Linked DNA regions of Rattus norvegicus: region 1 is linked to region 2. The links are chromatin contacts, called in public Hi-C maps. All regions are on one chromosome and are shown on one strand. The core of a region is the stretch at or near the end of the contact, and the rest is flanking DNA. Distances in the headings are between cores, read along the strand shown. Region 1 has its middle 70 kb from the start of Lonrf2. Region 2 overlaps Aff3 (ALF transcription elongation factor 3).

What was found. Hi-C and Micro-C count contacts between places; a contact is called where the count stands out from the background.
Region 1: a Hi-C map of the A7r5 cell line shows a contact between it and region 2, with 4 times the contacts expected there. The contact joins two enhancer-like sites. A contact is called at or near these places in 2 of 12 Hi-C or Micro-C datasets (the A7r5 cell line and the Rat2 cell line).

The regions. Positions count from the first base shown.
Region 1 is chr9:48,494,885-48,497,997 of GRCr8, reverse strand. No RefSeq gene overlaps it. Among named protein-coding and RNA genes, the nearest start is that of Lonrf2, 70 kb to the left of the region's middle. Within about 2 kb of position 1,792, at least 6 of the 93 cell types and tissues checked have an H3K27ac peak or open chromatin away from gene starts, as enhancers often do. A contact at or near this core is called in the A7r5 cell line, where this site is marked.
Region 2 is chr9:48,265,592-48,269,080 of GRCr8, reverse strand. The region is part of intron 2 of Aff3 (ALF transcription elongation factor 3); the gene reads left to right. Among named protein-coding and RNA genes, the nearest start is that of Aff3, 85 kb to the left of the region's middle. Within about 2 kb of position 1,315, at least 2 of the 93 cell types and tissues checked have an H3K27ac peak or open chromatin away from gene starts, as enhancers often do. A contact at or near this core is called in the A7r5 cell line, where this site is marked.

The sequences.
Region 1 (3,113 bases), core at 543-3,042, 230 kb before region 2:
TAGGATAGGAAAATCTAGAAGAGAGAAAACCAAGGGATGATGGGCTTTCTTCTCCCCATGCAGTTAAAGATGATCCAGTGCTTGGTAATGTGGGTAACTAAATATTACTGTTAGAATGTCTCTGAATTGCCTCCCGAGTGGGTCCAACTTTCCGACATGATAACAGGATGTTATTTACCATGTAATACAGTTGCCAAAAACCAAAACACATCAGATACACACACACACACACACACACACACACACACACACACACAAACACATCAGATATATAAGATGCCATATATACACACATATATATACATATCTCTTAACATAGTCTTATATGTAATATATTCATATATGGCATATATGTGTATAAAATATATGCTATTTTTATGTAGTTGCATTTAAGTTACCTAGATGATAAACTGCCTTCATCCTAGGACAGCCGTGAAGATTCATCCACTGTTTTCATGGAAATATGTATGAATGGAGAACCTAGAGGTTTGTCACCCATGAATGTCTAGTTTGGATGACCATTGAAGCAGAATGAATCCATGGTCAGGCTGTCAGATTGCTGCTCCAATGAGACACCTTCCTCCTAGTTGCCTACGGCATACGGGAGCAGCATTCTGAGCCCATGGCAGGGCAAAGGTTGATGAGGATGTGAGTTACTCAGCAACGAGGTGTCCTATAGAACAGGGGTGAGGGAGAGGGATAAAGGGCAGACGGGAATGCTGGCTTCATCACCCAGGTGGTCTGAAGTTGGGGCTCTGTTCAGAGCCCAAGTTCTACCCCTTGGACTCTTGGTAGAATTTTCTGGAATGAGACTTTGGAACCGTTCACCTGAGAATAAAAGAAGGCTCCCTGAGTCCCCTGCTAGTCTCGGGGTGTGACCGTCATGCATATACATAAAGTTGAAAAACCTGTGAGACCGTCCCCAGGAGCTGCCCATACTTCAGCATCAAGACAGAAAGAAGGCCTGAGGGGGCCGTGCTGTGGCTAACAGAATCGGTTCACACTCACACAATGCTTTCGAAGACCAGGCTTCTGTGGAAGTTCCTGGCTTGTAACTTAGGGGGTTCACAGAGAAGTCCTAAACCTGTGGGCCTCAGCAGAGATCTGGGTAGTCCTCAGGTCATAATTTGCCACATATGGACAGAACGCCGGGAATACTTTGCAACTTGCAACATTTTTGACCAGCTGGCAAATAACTTGACCCCTCCTGTTCTCGGTGAGTTATCCGGGAGCAGCAGCCAAGCAGGTTTTGTTATGGAGGTCAGCAGAAAAATAATTAAGTGGAGTACAGCAGTATATTCGAAGTGTGTCTCCATCCCATGCTGTGGGTTGGTTTCAGTTCAGAAGAAGCTGAATGAGAGAGGGAAAAGCCTTATTTAGCAACTCCCCAGAGCTTCGGAAACCGAGGGCACCAAAGCGATGCTGCTTTTCCCTCCGTGGCAAAAGACAGGCACAGGTTTTGCTCTCACATCACCAACACGAAATTCGCATAAAAAAATTCCTGAGGTTTGTTGGTGTTTGGCTTCTAAATGGAAAGGCAAGGGCTGGAAATGAGTCGCAAGAAAGCAAAAAAGGAGAATGCAAAGAGGATGCAGACGGGGACGTGTGAGGAAGAGGGTCCGTGACACCCTTAACTAGGTCTACAGAACGAGTTCCAGTACATGAAAACAAGGCGAGGTAAGGAGGGAGATGATGAGAGAAAGTGGCCCAGACCCTTGGAAAAAGAGAGCCTCGGAGCGGAGGTAGCGAGTTCTCATTCCCCGCCAGTAGAGGGCACTGTCGAGCAGTGTTTTAGCTGCTATTTGCCAAGGGGACCTTCAGGGAGCAGGGCTGGGGCAGGAGCGGTGATTGCTCAAGTGGCTGGAAGGCGTGTTTCTTAGGGTGCCATTCAGAGCATATGAATACCAGGGGCGGATTTGCATTTTTAAAAACGTTATGATAATATATTAATATCTCACAGCAACTGAGAAAAGCTGTGGGCCTTCCATCGAGTCCCCGGTTCTCTCCACAAACTCTTCTGACAGGTAGCGATTTATATAAAATGCTCTGAGGAGGCTGTAAGAGACTGTGATACATATTTCATAATATTTTCTAGCACAGCACTTGATCTCACGGGCAGATTCATGAAAATGCAGTATTTATTATACAATATCCATGTTTTATTAAACCTGGTTACATAGCTAGGGAGACATTTGTGGCAGAAGCCTCAAGGCTATGCTGGGGCTTGCCCCCCCCCACTCCCAGGAGCCCAAGAAAGAACCCAGATGTTGAGTGATATCCTGGGCCCTGGGTTCTGTCTATAACCCCCCTCCCATAGACCTGAGGAAGCCCTAGCTTCTCCTGATGAAAGGAACGGGCTCACAGATCTCCCACTGGCCACAGAACTGAGCGGAGTATTAATAACACGTTCAAAGACAGAGGCCCTCTATCTTATCAGAAGTAGAAGGGAGTCTAGCTTGTTATCCAGTCTGTTGCCCTCAACTTTATCTTTGGAACCACATGGCAGAATGCATCCTCAGTCTCCTCGGCACTACAAGGCTCCCAGCCAACCTGCCCTCCTGGAAACCTTAGAAATCTGAGGAGGGTTTGCTTCACACAGGGCGCTCTGGGCCGGGAATCAATCGGTCTGGCTCCCCTCTGATCTCCCAGGGTTGTGCGCCCTGGGTCCCAGCAGCTGGAACTCCCGCACAACCGTTCTTTTCTTTTCCTGGACAAGATTTATACAGCTCGGTTTAGTCTTACACAGACAGACATTCCGGGGAAGGGGGGGCACCCTGAATGTTCTCCCATAGACCAGAGCCCTTCTGCTCCCTGCAAGCCAGCTTAAAGATGGAGGTTAGATAAAGCTAGGTTGATACTCAAGAAAATGGGATTTTTGTATGAGACAGGGACTTGCTTTAAAAGACTTGATGGTTGTGTTGACCCTTGAGAGCCAGGAAGGAGAACCGTAGATGTAGCATGTGTATGTGCTTGCTCGCCTTGAGGCTCTAAGAGTGGAAGGCTTTGGCCTTTGTTGTCTCAACGCTAATCCTAACTAGCTGTGTGTGCTCAGATAGGTTGCTTAACCTCCCTGGGTCTTGGGTTTTCTTAAGTATAAAATGAGGGTATTCACC
Region 2 (3,489 bases), core at 66-2,565:
CTCACATTCCATAACTGGCTTTGGCGTGAGCCCTGCAAGAAACCTGACTTCAAGTAAATGAAGCACAATCAGAAATATCTTTTTCTTTTTTCTATCTTTTTTCATTTGCTTTTTTTAAAAAAAAACAAAAAAACCTCCTAATAATATTCTTTTTAAAAAGGAGTTGATTTAAAAGATTCCATTTTCTGAAGCTGTTCTGCATTTGTCATAAATAATAAATAACATTATGGTGGTTGACTGCCACACTTCTGTGCAAAAATAAATAAATGCATTTGGTGATATACATTTGAGGGATGTGATTCTTGTAATTTCTGTGGATATAAGGGAAAACTTTAACAGTTGATAGAGATTCTGCCATCTGTTAGCAAGGCAGAAACAGCGAGTGTGGCAGTCGCTGAGTTTAACAGGTACACCAGCCTGCCAGGAATGTGGATCATTGAGGACCAGTCCCGCAGCCTCAGGAAGCTGACCCCACTTGCCACCTTCAGGGGAAAGGTTTCTTTGCTACTAAAGCCAATGGCATAGCCTTCACATTGCTCCAGGGGCAAGGGAGTGAGAGGTCAGGGGCTGCTCTCTCAGGGGAAGAGAAAAAGAAAGGCCTATGCCAGCTCGTGCACTTGCGTGGATGCTTTCTGTAATTAGTGCAGAGGTGGACTAGCCAAGCAGCTACTGTCTGTACAAGCAACAGCACTGCGCATTGGTTAGGGTAGCAATGCACAGGCATTGGGAAAAGTGGGAGGTCCTGCCTTTCTCTTAGAATGGTGTTTGCTGTGAGCAGGTAATATTTCAGCTCCTCAGGCCTGACATAAGACCTGGGGGTGTTGGGTCTAGTTAACGAGGAGTGGGTGGGTTGCCTCTGCTCAATGGAGACTGTAGAACTGAGGAAGCAGAGACCAAAGAGAAGACATGGAGGAAGCTGGGCCTTTCTTTTGTCTTTCCTTTAATCTCCTTTGGTTACAAATGAGGTCCTACACACCGGGTCATCTGTTGGCATGGACGCACTGCACAGGCTTTGTGGTGGCCCCGAGAAAGGATTGGCAGTGCAGCTCTTCTGTTGGGTGTCTTGTCTCTAAGGGTGTTTGGCCCCTTCTGTCTGAAATCATACATAGTCTGGTCATACAGGCAGAACCACACAGCAAATTTTTATTCGGCCATAGACTGCATCTTGGACTGGTTTTGTTTTTGTCTCTTCCGACCCAAAGAGGTTGGGGATGAGGGGTTTATTTAAACAGGAATAGTATGCCCTCAACCCCAGCTTTCCTAAAGTATGACCTGACTCATTCCAAAGTCCTGGGAGCACACTGTGTCTGACCCACCAAGCTGACTGTGGAATCCATCCCCTTAAATATCTAAACCACGTTGCAAAGTAAGCTGTATTTTCCCTCTGTCCTGCATTTGGGAGGGTCACACCTCCCATTTAGATCCCAGTATCTTTGTACACTGGTGTCCTGCATCTTCCCTTAGGCCTTTGAGGGAAACACCTTATACATGCAAAGATACCAAATGCAGGCTTGCCAGGTTTAAAGCGTCTCTCTTCCTGTGGTGTTTGTATTTCTTACAGGGGTGAAGACATCCTAAGCCAGAGGAATGATTCTCTAGTTCTGGAATTTCAGGCATCAGCCAGCAGATGCAGGAGGTATAATTTTGGGTGTGGGGGCCTCCTCAGAGGCCTGCCTTGTTCATCTTGCATAAGGCCATTCCATGCATCACCCCAGTCTTGTGTGTTTGACTTGGCCTAGCTGAGGCTGGCCTGTATGGCATGTGTGTGGAGATCTCTGTTTGAAGGTTGGCATCCTGGGTGCCAGAGAAGGGAAGTTCAGATGCTTGGGATGCAAAGGTCCTTTTCCCCCAATTCAAGTGCCAGCCAATGTAAGTCTAAAAATTAGAAGTTGATGATAAACTAGGGTTGTCCTGTTGTTCAAAGCCCACTTCTTGCCTCTATACCATAAATCATGTGTCTTCCATCCTGTCAATATGTGAAACCCGTGTAGCATTTACAGAAGCCGGGGACTTGGGTCAAGCAACCACCAGCACCATGGGACAATTACAGTCGCCCCTTCTGGGCTTAAGTGAGTGTGTTGGGGTCCACATTGTGCTGCTCAGTGTCCCCTCAGCCACGCTCAGAAATAGACTGTGACTGACATTGGAGGGGTGAGCCTCTCTGTCGGTAGATTTTTTTTTTTTTTAATGTAAGGACACCGGTTAGGCTCCCAAACCTAATAACTTTGGGTAATGTACTAAGGATGAATTAAAATGCTAATGGCCTCCTTGCTCTGGATATTTTAGCATTCCCTAATTTTAAATTTAAATTAAATGCCTCAGGGGCACAGGCAGCTTTGCCAGAAGCATGTGTAGGATCACCCCACAGACAGTGACTTTAAAATATGCCCTGGCTGCGTGGGCTGAACCGGGATGAGGAATAACCTTTTAATCACTGTATCCCCATGTCCTGTATGCCCCCTGCGTGTACACAGCACAGGTACTAAAAATAGGCATTTAGCTTTCAAAATGTTGTTTTCCTAAAGTTCTTTCAAGCACAGACCCTTTTCCTTATATCTGTTTTAATAGCACTATCCCGGGATTTCCAGGGTCCTAGCTCTCTTCTGAATTACCTACAGCCACCTTTATTTTGACCTTACTGCAGTGCTCAGAGGCATGCCCTGCCTCCTATGGAGACACCCAGGGGTAAAGAGCTTGAGAAGCTTTTCTGTCTCCTGTGTTTGGGGAGACCTTAAATTAATCGTAGGCCTCTCGGTTCCTACTCTCCTCCCCAGACCGAGCAGATATGTCGCCGTCATTCTCTGCTTCTGCTAAGGACTAAGGACAGTTCCAAATTTTTCAGGATGCCTGTTTGCTGATAGATAGCGCGTATGTCCACTCTAGGCCGGTGAGCCCAGAAGGGCAGTGTGTCTACTTTTGCTGGTCAGAGAGTCACTTTCTCATCACTAGTTGAGTTGGCCCCTTCATTTCTCCTTATGAGGGGAAGGACGGGGGAATGACACGACGTCCTTCCCCTTTGCCTCCTGCGCCCCTCCCCCCAGCACACGTTTTATGGTCAGGAGGAGCAATGGTGTCAAATATATCAGAAGGGAGAATTGATTCAGTCCTCTTTGACGATGCAACTGATTAACAGAGATCAGGAGGAGGCTCATAACAGCGGAAACCCACTGCAGCATGGAGGTTTAACAGCCCTTTAGGGAGCTAGTTAATGACAGAATCACTACAGAGACACAGGCACGCCACACACACACACACACACACACACACACACACACACACACACACAAAATCCCAGTCAGGAGCATTCCCATATAGCACTCCGAGGCCGTGAATGTCACCAGAAGATGTCACCTCATAATTTGTATTTACACATCGAAGTAATTACCGTGGACCCGAACAAGGCGCTCCAGCTTCTGTCAGAGTTGCTTATGTAGTCGTTGTCTCTCACATCAGGCAGAGGAGCTAATTCTGGTTGGGACCTGTCCTCTG